2 separate regions of the Danio rerio genome follow, and region 1 is linked to region 2. Evidence: chromatin contacts called from public Hi-C data. All regions are on one chromosome and are shown on one strand. Each heading gives the region's core, a stretch centred on a gene start, on an enhancer-like site or on the middle of the called end of the contact. The rest is flanking DNA. Distances are from core to core; before and after follow the strand shown.

Region 1 (4,631 bases), core at 1,859-4,358, 170 kb before region 2:
GAGTTGTTGTATGAACTGTATACGGAAACAAAAAACAAAACAAAAACAAACTACAGAATAATATTGTTTGACTGGAATTTAGGTATGGGTCGGTATAAGACTGTGACAATATGATAACCTTAAATAAAAATATCAAAGCTTAAAAAAAGATTACTATTTCTAAAATATGTTTTTAAAATAACTTTTTGTCATTACTTTTTCACCTATTGAACACAACATATTTTGTTAAAAATATATTTTGTAACAGTAGCTTTTGATGTGGTGAGCCCTTCTCTGCTGGAGATACTGTTGCCCTAAAAAACTAAATAAAATAGATAGATAAATAGATAAATAAAATAGTAAAAAGCTGTACTTTACATATACCGTATATGTATAAGCTTTTCACTCTAAAAAGCTAAAGCTTAGCTTTTCAATCATCATAGCACACGATCTGCTGATGATTTGACAATAAAAGTGATTTAATAACAGAAGATTCTGGCGTTTTTAAAACCTTGACATTTCAAGACAGCGGTAAACCTTGAAACCGGTTATCATGCCAGGACTACTGGAATTATAAAGGCTTTATTACACAGTAAATACTTCTGGAATCTCAAGATATGTTTTTTTTGCAAAGTGACTGACAATAAACAATTGTCATTGTTGTGTAGATCCTAAATATTGCAGAATGGAAAAATAAATGATTGAAAATATATAAAAATTAGACTTTTCTTTATCTTCTTGTGAAATGCCATTTAAACAGTTTTTAATACAAAACAGCGTATCCCTGCAATAATGTGCATGTCCACAACACTATATACTACAATTAGACATGCAAGTGGAAAATTACCAAACATTTGCAGAGTATTTACCTGCATTGAGCTCTTTTCTTTAACTCTTTTGCTCTGACTCTCTTCTGCAGGTCCTCCAGTTTCCTGCAGGGCTCAATCTGAAGGCCGAGATCACTTTCATCTTCTGGAGGACTTACAATATCGCAAAAGAACAGTGAAACATCAAACCCTCCAGGCTTTGAGAGGTGCATCAAGTCAATGGCTACACCTGAAGAACACACAGAACAGTTTATCATTTATTCACAGTTAAAACAAAAAGAAATGTTTTATTTTCCTCTTAATATCCTTACCTGTCTCTTTTAGGTCAGCAGCCTTTGTACGAGCCTGTCTGTCTTTTGCACTGTCTCCTCCATGAGGCTCATCCCTGCATGTGAATATCATGAGGCGCTTGTGTGACAGTCGCAACTTGATGTCACTGTAAAGGTTGGAACAGCACCACAGAGCCTCTCCGAGAGAAGTTTCCCCACTGCCCATGGTCTTTTCAGCAAACTGACCACCTTTATCACCTTTCAGTTTATCAATATCCTGTACACGTTTTGCTCCTGAGAAGCGAATCAGTATATGAGGTAGATTCACCATCAAAAATGTAGTCTAAGTTGAATAAATAGTTAATTACTGACCAGGGGACTCCAAGTCGTGGTAGACGTAAACATGCTTGAAGGAGTTTCTGGGGTTCTTGCTCTGCTCAGTCCCATAAAACACCAAAGCAACCAGGTCTCTGTCACTGCTTATGATCTTACTAGTGTACACACTGCGCACACACTAGACACAAAGACAAATATATTTATTAGGCATGTATGGGAATACAATATTGTAGCAACATATGAATACAGTTAAACTTTTTAGGCTCACCTGCATAGTCATGTCAAAATTTGATGGCTCTCCATTCTCCCCTTTGATGAACATCTCTTTGGATGCATCAACCAAAAACACCAAGCTGTCACGGCCGCTGCTTTTGTAATCGCCTTTTAATTAAAAAGGTACACGTTTAATCAGATGTTCGTTTGATCTATGCACGTTTAATGAAGAACAAACGTTTATTTCATACGGGTTCAATAAATCAATTAAGATGGCTAGGCTAACCTCCAGACTCTTCTTCATCCTGCTCATCCACATCGTCTTCGTTTGGAAAGTAATTTCCCCAGTTCGCCATTAAAGTTACTCTTAGTTTTACCTTAGATTCGAGTCAGAGTTACTTTCACAAACAGTTTAAGTAAAACAAATCAAAATGTATTAACGTTACACTAACTATAAACCACTCTTCTCTTTTGCGCTAGCTAGAGAACTTTGTATCCCTTCACGACCGTGCGTGCATGCAACCAGTCAATGCGCCATAAGTTGAGTGACAGCTCCACGATCCTATCAGAGACGACTTTTGAAAGGCACTCACCAATTGGGACACAGGAGCAAAGTGACTGGTCAATCCAAATACGCGGAAGTAAACAGAACAATTTCACACAGTAAAGACAGGATTTGATATAACTAAAACATATATATAACTAGTAAACGTGAACGAATAGCTTTCGGATTTGTTATGTATGGTTTGAAGCGATTCCCAAAACATTTCGAACTTCATGAATCGGATTCTCACCCTCAATTTTGTCTCGAGTGAACCGAAAACATTCCCCCGCGAACCTGAACGTTTAATAGATGAACATCTGGAGTAAAATGGAAGCGAGATGGTCCTGGTTAATTTTTAATCCCTGGTTAATCCAGATCTAGTGATTAAGAACTGCGCATGACTGCAAACAAACTCTTTAATTCACAAAACAGCAACACTCATCATCTATTTCTTCAATTATACCCCCAGTTTCAAAAACAATGTTTAAGACTAGTAAAGATTAAATTGCAAGATTGAACTGTCTCAACTCAAAATAACTTGCAGTAAGATGTCTTAAAATACACGTGTCATTTTTTTTCTCCAGGTGCACAGCAGTTATTTAATAAAATATTTTTCTAAGGCCATTTTTTAAATATTTGGCTTAAATAGACTTATTTAACTAAGGCCTAGTCCTCGCTTAATCTAAGCCCTGTTTGTGAAACTGTGCCTAAAAGTTTTAGTCCATGTCACCAGAATTGACTGAATCTCGTTTTTGATCCGATTTATTGAAAAGAACCGTTCAAACGAATTAGCTTCAGGCATTCGGCTCACCGGTTGATTCGGCTAGTAAGTGTAAACACCGTCATGCTTGTTTTCATAAAGTTCGCCATCTAGCGTTGTGGATGTTATTAGTTTTACAGATGTTGGTAATATATCTGCGCTACAATTGGTCGAGCCCCAGTGAATAAGCACATTTGTCATAACCGGTGTCCAAATATCTCGAGTCACTGTTGCCAAACGAATGCTGAACACCGCGTTGGACCTGTCAAACTTTCGTGGTTAGGATAATTTGTTAAAATACTTTGTGTTCGTTTTATGGATGTGTGATAATGAGACTTTGAGACACCAAAACAGTGAAGTCTGCCTTTTTCGAGTCGAAAACTCAAGATAGATTTACGTTTGTTTACAGTAGCGTTGCGTTTTTGTTTGTAAACAACACTTTGTTCTGAATCAGTTGCCATGGCTAATGGAAGTTCTTACACCGTTCAGCTGTACGTTTATGACCTGTCAAAAGGACTGGCCCGTCAGCTGAGCCCCATGATGTTAGGTGAGTTCTCCAACTGTTAGCTAATGTTTATTCTGGGAAGTTGGTTAAGGATGCTTCTAGAATAGCTCATGTTTTGTGTCACTAAAAAGTATTTATACACTGTAGAGCACAAATATGTATTTTCCCTATTGAAATATGCAAATAAATCATCGAAAAACTTTGCTTTTTTACATCTAAACTTACAGGAAAGACAGTCGAGGGAATATGGTGAGTACTTTTCTTCTTCTGTTTGTTGCACGTTTTATAAACGAAAGCAATAGTTCATCTAAAAGTGAACATAATATAACCATTTATTTTCTTCTGTTAAAAAATATATTTGTAATAATTTGTTAACACTTTAAACTAACCAATGACTTGCATTTCATTTAGCATTTTTTATTAACAAAAAGAATCAGAATTATACAGTAATATACAAAAATGCATATGCCAGAGTGTACATACATTCAATAATTAAAAATGTTTTATTCCTGAAGAATATTATAAGTCTTCCTTGCTTTTTTATTACAATGTTCTCCAAACTTGTGCAGTAGTCCTTAGTCCCTTAATGAAAATGAACTAAATTTGGCTTTGATCCAGTCCATTTTTTATGTATACAAAACTTTCCAAAAATAGTAAAAAGATGTACAAGGAATGTACATTTGTTACAAATATTGACATAATAAATGCAAATATCAAAATCTTGTTGTTATTTGAATATAATATTGGTTTTCCTTCTAGGAAAAATTTCCATATCCATCCAAAAATTCCTTGAGTATATACAAATAAGATACAATAGATTCTTTTTCTATAGAACAAAAATCACAGGAATAGTCAATATCCAAATAAAACCTCTCTAAAACCTCTTTCACAAGAAGCATTTTTTGTGTCCAACTTTGCCGTCCAACTATGGAAGTCAACGGCGGCCATCATTCTTCAGCATTTGTAACAACCTGAGAGAGTAAATTTAAATTTCTTCATGAACTATTGCTTTAAATACGCATTGGTTCCAATGCTTGTGTTTTTTAATTATAATACTAATAATAATAATAAATTAATTCAACTGTCTCTATTTGAATGTTTCTTAATGAAGGCACACTGGAATAGTGGCTTACGGGGAAGAGTTTTTCTTTGGAGGAGGAGGTGTTACAAGCTGCTATCCTGTAAGAAATGACCAATG
Region 2 (4,687 bases), core at 530-3,029:
TCCCTACAAGCAAACAAATAATAAGTTCTAAAACAATTGCTGAAAAAAGCTAACTTTCACATTGCAGAATAGTGTCAATGAGCAGCACACATTCCTCATAAGACTTTTTAGATTTTATCCAAGGCTTGGCTTTCTCATTCAATATGCCAAAATATGACTGCAAAAATTGGGAATATAAAATAAAGATATAATGGAAAGTTAAACAAAATCCAGTCAGTAATAAACAACATTAAAATGACTATTAAATTGATTGATAAAAATCTAAAATCAAATATAACATAATAAATATCAATGATAAACATTTAATTTAAACATTTTTGCAAGTGCTGCTACAACATACAGAGCACATTTTTCATGAACAAACTTTCAGATTTGATCAAAGGCTTAATTTTTTTTAAAGGTATCCCAAAATGTGCATGCAAATAAATATGTCCATGGAAACAAAGTCAATGGCAGATTGTATTTATTCAATAGCTGGAATAATTTACAAGAACATTCCGACTTGAGAAACAGTGTTCAGACATGCAGTGTTCAGCTCTGCTTCTTTGACAAGATGGAAGACATAAAGCTCTCTGACATTCCTCCTTGTGCACATCTACACCTGCCTTTACCCTTCAATGCCAGAAATATGGCTAAAAACACATAAACCTTGACAGGCATACAGGTAACCCCATACCCCTATAGTCAGACAGAATTACATAATATTTATCGGCACTCCCTTTCTGGAGCAGATCAGCGATTCTGAGTTTATCATAAATTAGCAAAGATAAAGTCAACAAAAGGGATGATTTCTTCTTGTTAATAGCGAGTATTGTACCTTAAAATAAAATAAAGAGTGATCTTAATGATATCATAAACAATGACTGTCCTTACCTTAACTACGAGATCCACAGAAACAGACTGCGCTTCATTTTCGCTCAAAGTCCAAGACCATCTTGAAGAACTAATGAAAGAGAGGACCGTCATTTTGTGATTAGAATTTGCATATATGCAAATAAATAACCTTAGCACAGTCTCCTATTATAACGCGAGGTAAGTTACTGGCGCAACGGTCAATGCAGATGCTTATGTAATAATCGGTCGTGCATCTGTTATAGCAGATCACGAACATTCAAGATCTTGCCTAAATTCTGCCATACATATTATGTATATATATATATATATATATATATATATATATATATATATATATATATATATATATATATATATATATATTTACATTGATAACTTGTCAATCAAATGGAAATCCAGTGTCAGATCCGCGTGTGTTGTGGATATTTAGTAGGTGTGTCCAGACACTAGCTCACTATATTATATTTGACAATATAATAATCAAACTTACTGCATTATGACAGTGATTTGGCTTAACGCAGATTATAAACAAACCACGATTCCTTCCGAGGACTTTCAGTATCGCTCGTCGCTAAACATTCTTCATCATTGATACGACACGGCAGGAAATGATGTTCTTGTGCTGCTAGAAAGCTCATACATTTGGCAAAATCGTCAAACGTGTCATGTTTAACAAGGCTGAATATGCCAGGAATAGCAGGCCAGATCCTAGTCGCGACAGCTGCATGTATGTAGTAACAGACACTAGTGGATCAAGTGAAATGTGCGCTGAGCAACAATACACGAGAAGCGGATGAATTGTCAAACACCGCTGCTTGGTAATACTGTTTTTACATTTTTCACGCGAAAGGGGAGTCACGTACGAATATGTTTGATATGTATAACTTACCGAGTCGAAAAGTGAAACACAACAACCGTTCGGCTTTATAAAGGTGTTCATCGACTCAAAAAACTGTGCTGAGGCATCCGGCTACTCTCTGCTGTTCAACCGCAGAGGACGGTGAAGCCAGTCGATGACTCGATGCTCTCACAGCACGTCCTGAAAATAAAAGTCCCCTAAAATAATAACAACATGACGATCAAATGAGGAACTATGGCTAAGAAAATGAGTGATTTCTTATAAATGTTTTGAAAATAAATAAATAATAAATGTTAAAAAAATAGTTTAATAAAAAATAATTAAATCATAAAACAATAAATACTAATAATACATTTAAATGTATGTAAATTTTACATTTATGTACGTTTGTAAAATCCCATAGATATAGGCTATGTATCTATATATATTCATGGTAAGACCCTGCCATAAAAATGAGAAAATGGAACTAAAAGCTTTATTTTAAAATAAAAGGCGCCCAGTTTTCATCATTAGGATATTTTGTAATTAAGAGGAAAATGAAAAAATAAATAAAATATACACAATATATACAATGAAATGTACTAATTGTGCATCAAAATAGGTAACTTTAAAATCATTTATTGAGGCACTTACACAATTTAAACATGAGTCATGAACAAATTCACATTTTCAAGTGAACTGTAAACATTTTAAAGGTTATACATTCAGACAGCAAACGTGTATTTACATTCTGTTGTACTGCCTTACTAAATTTACTTCTATGAAAATAACATTTCTCATAGCATTTCACGTTGATGCATGATTCGCAGCTATATAAAACAATAAACAAGCCAAGTACAAAATCTGTTGTTCACACCACTAAACAAACTGATGACAGATAAACAAAAGAAATTCTCTTAAAATAAGGCCCCTTCAGTCATAAAAGAATGGTGACATCAGAATACGTATATATATTTACATTTTTCTTTTTACTTTATAACAAAATCATCTCAGTGGCTACAATAACGTTAGGCACTACCTAAAATCTATCAAAAATAACAAACATGTCAATTTAGAGACCAGGTTACTTTATACATTACTAACCACAGCCTTCTCGGGATTGCAAGACACAATATTTATGAAACAAGTGTTGGTTCAGTGTATTTCCTTCTACTTCCATTTGGTTTCGTTATCCTGCTCCATCTTGTTTCGTGACAGTTTCCCATGGGCAAATGATTTCTTTCACACCTCCTCTTGCTGTATTGGGACTGTCGTCCTCCTCGTCTTCGGAATCGATAGGGTAGATGCGGCATTCAGGTGGGATGTCAACTTTGATTTGAAAAAAGCTGTGAAAGAAGTCAGGTTATTTTTCAAGTACTGTCAAATTGTGAAGTACAAACACTAATAAAAGTATCTGTTCATCATTTAAAAGCATAGTTCATTCAACATTGCTGAAACCTTCATGAGTTATTTCTTCTGAACACACACAAAGAAAGATATTTTGAAAATATCCGAAACCAGTAACCATTGACTTTCATGGTAGGAAAACAAACAATTTGAAAGACAATGGTAACAGATTTCAAACATTCTTCCAAATATCATATTTTATGTTCAACAGAAGAAAAAAACTCAAACGGTCATCATTTACTCATACTCCACTTGTTCCAAAACATGTTCCTTAGAATATCCTTAGAAAACCACTTGTTCCTTAGAATATATTGTATTATGTTTAAAAAAAGAAATTTATAAAAGATTAGAACCACTTGATTGTGAATAAATTGTAAGTAATTTGTAATTTTTGGTTAAACAATCCCTTCAATTTGAAAAAAAAAAGAGTATTATTAATCTGAACTTTTACACTATACAATATTAAACCCTCAGTGTTCCCACAATAGCATATTGTCTCACTATAGATACTGCATTTGAACTTGAACTCACTTGTATGAGAGTATGAGTCTGATCTATACCTATATAGTGTGAATATGGATGTAATAAATGACATTTTTTATGACCCATATAGGTATGTCATTGTCCAAAGAGCTAACAGTGTCAGTCACATTTCTTCACTTTAATTTATAAATCCCTTCCTATGATCTCATGGGATTTTAAAGTTTTCACTAAATGTGCATTTCTCAGAGGTAGTAAGACATCTGGGTATTTCTCATCTCCTGTTTTCAAATACTGTGAATTTTAATGTACTACTTCCTCAGGAAAAAATAAGTATACTTTCAGTTCATTTTATAAAAATGAAGTATAAATTTGAGTACTTCACAGATAGGGCGAGGCAGTGGCGCAGTAGGTAGTGCTGTCGCCTAACAGCAAGAAGGTTGCTTGGTCACTGGTTCGAACCTTGGCTCGGTTGGCGTTTCTGTGTGGAGTTTGCATGTTCTCCCTGTCTTCGCGTGGGTTTCTTCCGGGTGCTCCGGTTTCCCCCACAGTCCAAAGACATGCGGTACAGGTGAATTGGGTAGGCTAAATTATCTGTAGTGTATGAGTGTGTGTGTGTGAATGTGTGTGTGGATGTTTCCCGGCGATGGGTTGCGGCTGGAAGGGCATCCTCTGCGTAAAAACTTGCTGGATAATTGGCGGTTCATTTCTCTGTGGCGACCCCGGATAAATAAAGGGACTAAGCCGACAAGAAAATGAATGAATGAATGAATGAATGAACTTCACAGATAAGTATACTAATGTCTACTGTATGTAATAGTACATGTAATTGCAATTGTACTAATTACAAAAGCTCGGGACTAAATTGGTCAACTTTTTGGTACATAAATGTATACTTTTAATTATACTGTAAACTGTAAGTGTAACATTAACTTTTAGGTGCAAAAGTAGTCCACGTTTATGTTTTTAAGTTTGAAGCTGTAAGCTACTGTAAAAGAGGTACAATGCCCATAATGCAGTGCAGAATACAGCAGAAACTGTACAGAATGTATGTGGGTGTTTTGTGGTGAGTAACTGTAAAACTGCAGCAAATTCTAATAGTGTGCA

What was found. A called contact is a pair of places that touch in the nucleus more often than the background predicts.
Region 1: a Hi-C map of hematopoietic stem cells shows a contact between it and region 2, with 2.1 times the contacts expected there. The contact joins the promoter of desi1b here to the promoter of mrtfab in region 2. A contact is called at or near these places in 3 of 18 Hi-C or Micro-C datasets (caudal fin, hematopoietic stem cells and an unstated tissue).

Annotation. Positions count from the first base shown.
Region 1 is chr12:20,540,817-20,545,447 of GRCz12tu, reverse strand. It overlaps desi1b (desumoylating isopeptidase 1b), which reads left to right and starts at 3,108. Exons shown (of 6, transcript NM_200208.1): 1 at 3,108-3,475; 2 at 3,661-3,682; 3 at 4,545-4,614. The coding sequence starts at 3,388. It overlaps xrcc6 (X-ray repair complementing defective repair in Chinese hamster cells 6), which reads right to left and starts at 2,181. Exons shown (of 12, transcript NM_199904.2): 1 at 1,911-2,181; 2 at 1,680-1,792; 3 at 1,448-1,589; 4 at 1,118-1,369; 5 at 849-1,035. The coding sequence starts at 1,980.
Region 2 is chr12:20,365,076-20,369,762 of GRCz12tu, reverse strand. It overlaps mrtfab (myocardin related transcription factor Ab), which reads right to left and starts at 1,779. Exons shown (of 19, transcript NM_001201558.1): 1 at 1,745-1,779; 2 at 874-943. It overlaps rgs9b (regulator of G protein signaling 9b), which reads right to left. Exons shown (of 19, transcript NM_200830.2): 19 at 2,317-3,039. The coding sequence ends at 2,883. All of the region lies in intron 1 of LOC141376790 (a long non-coding RNA gene), which reads left to right.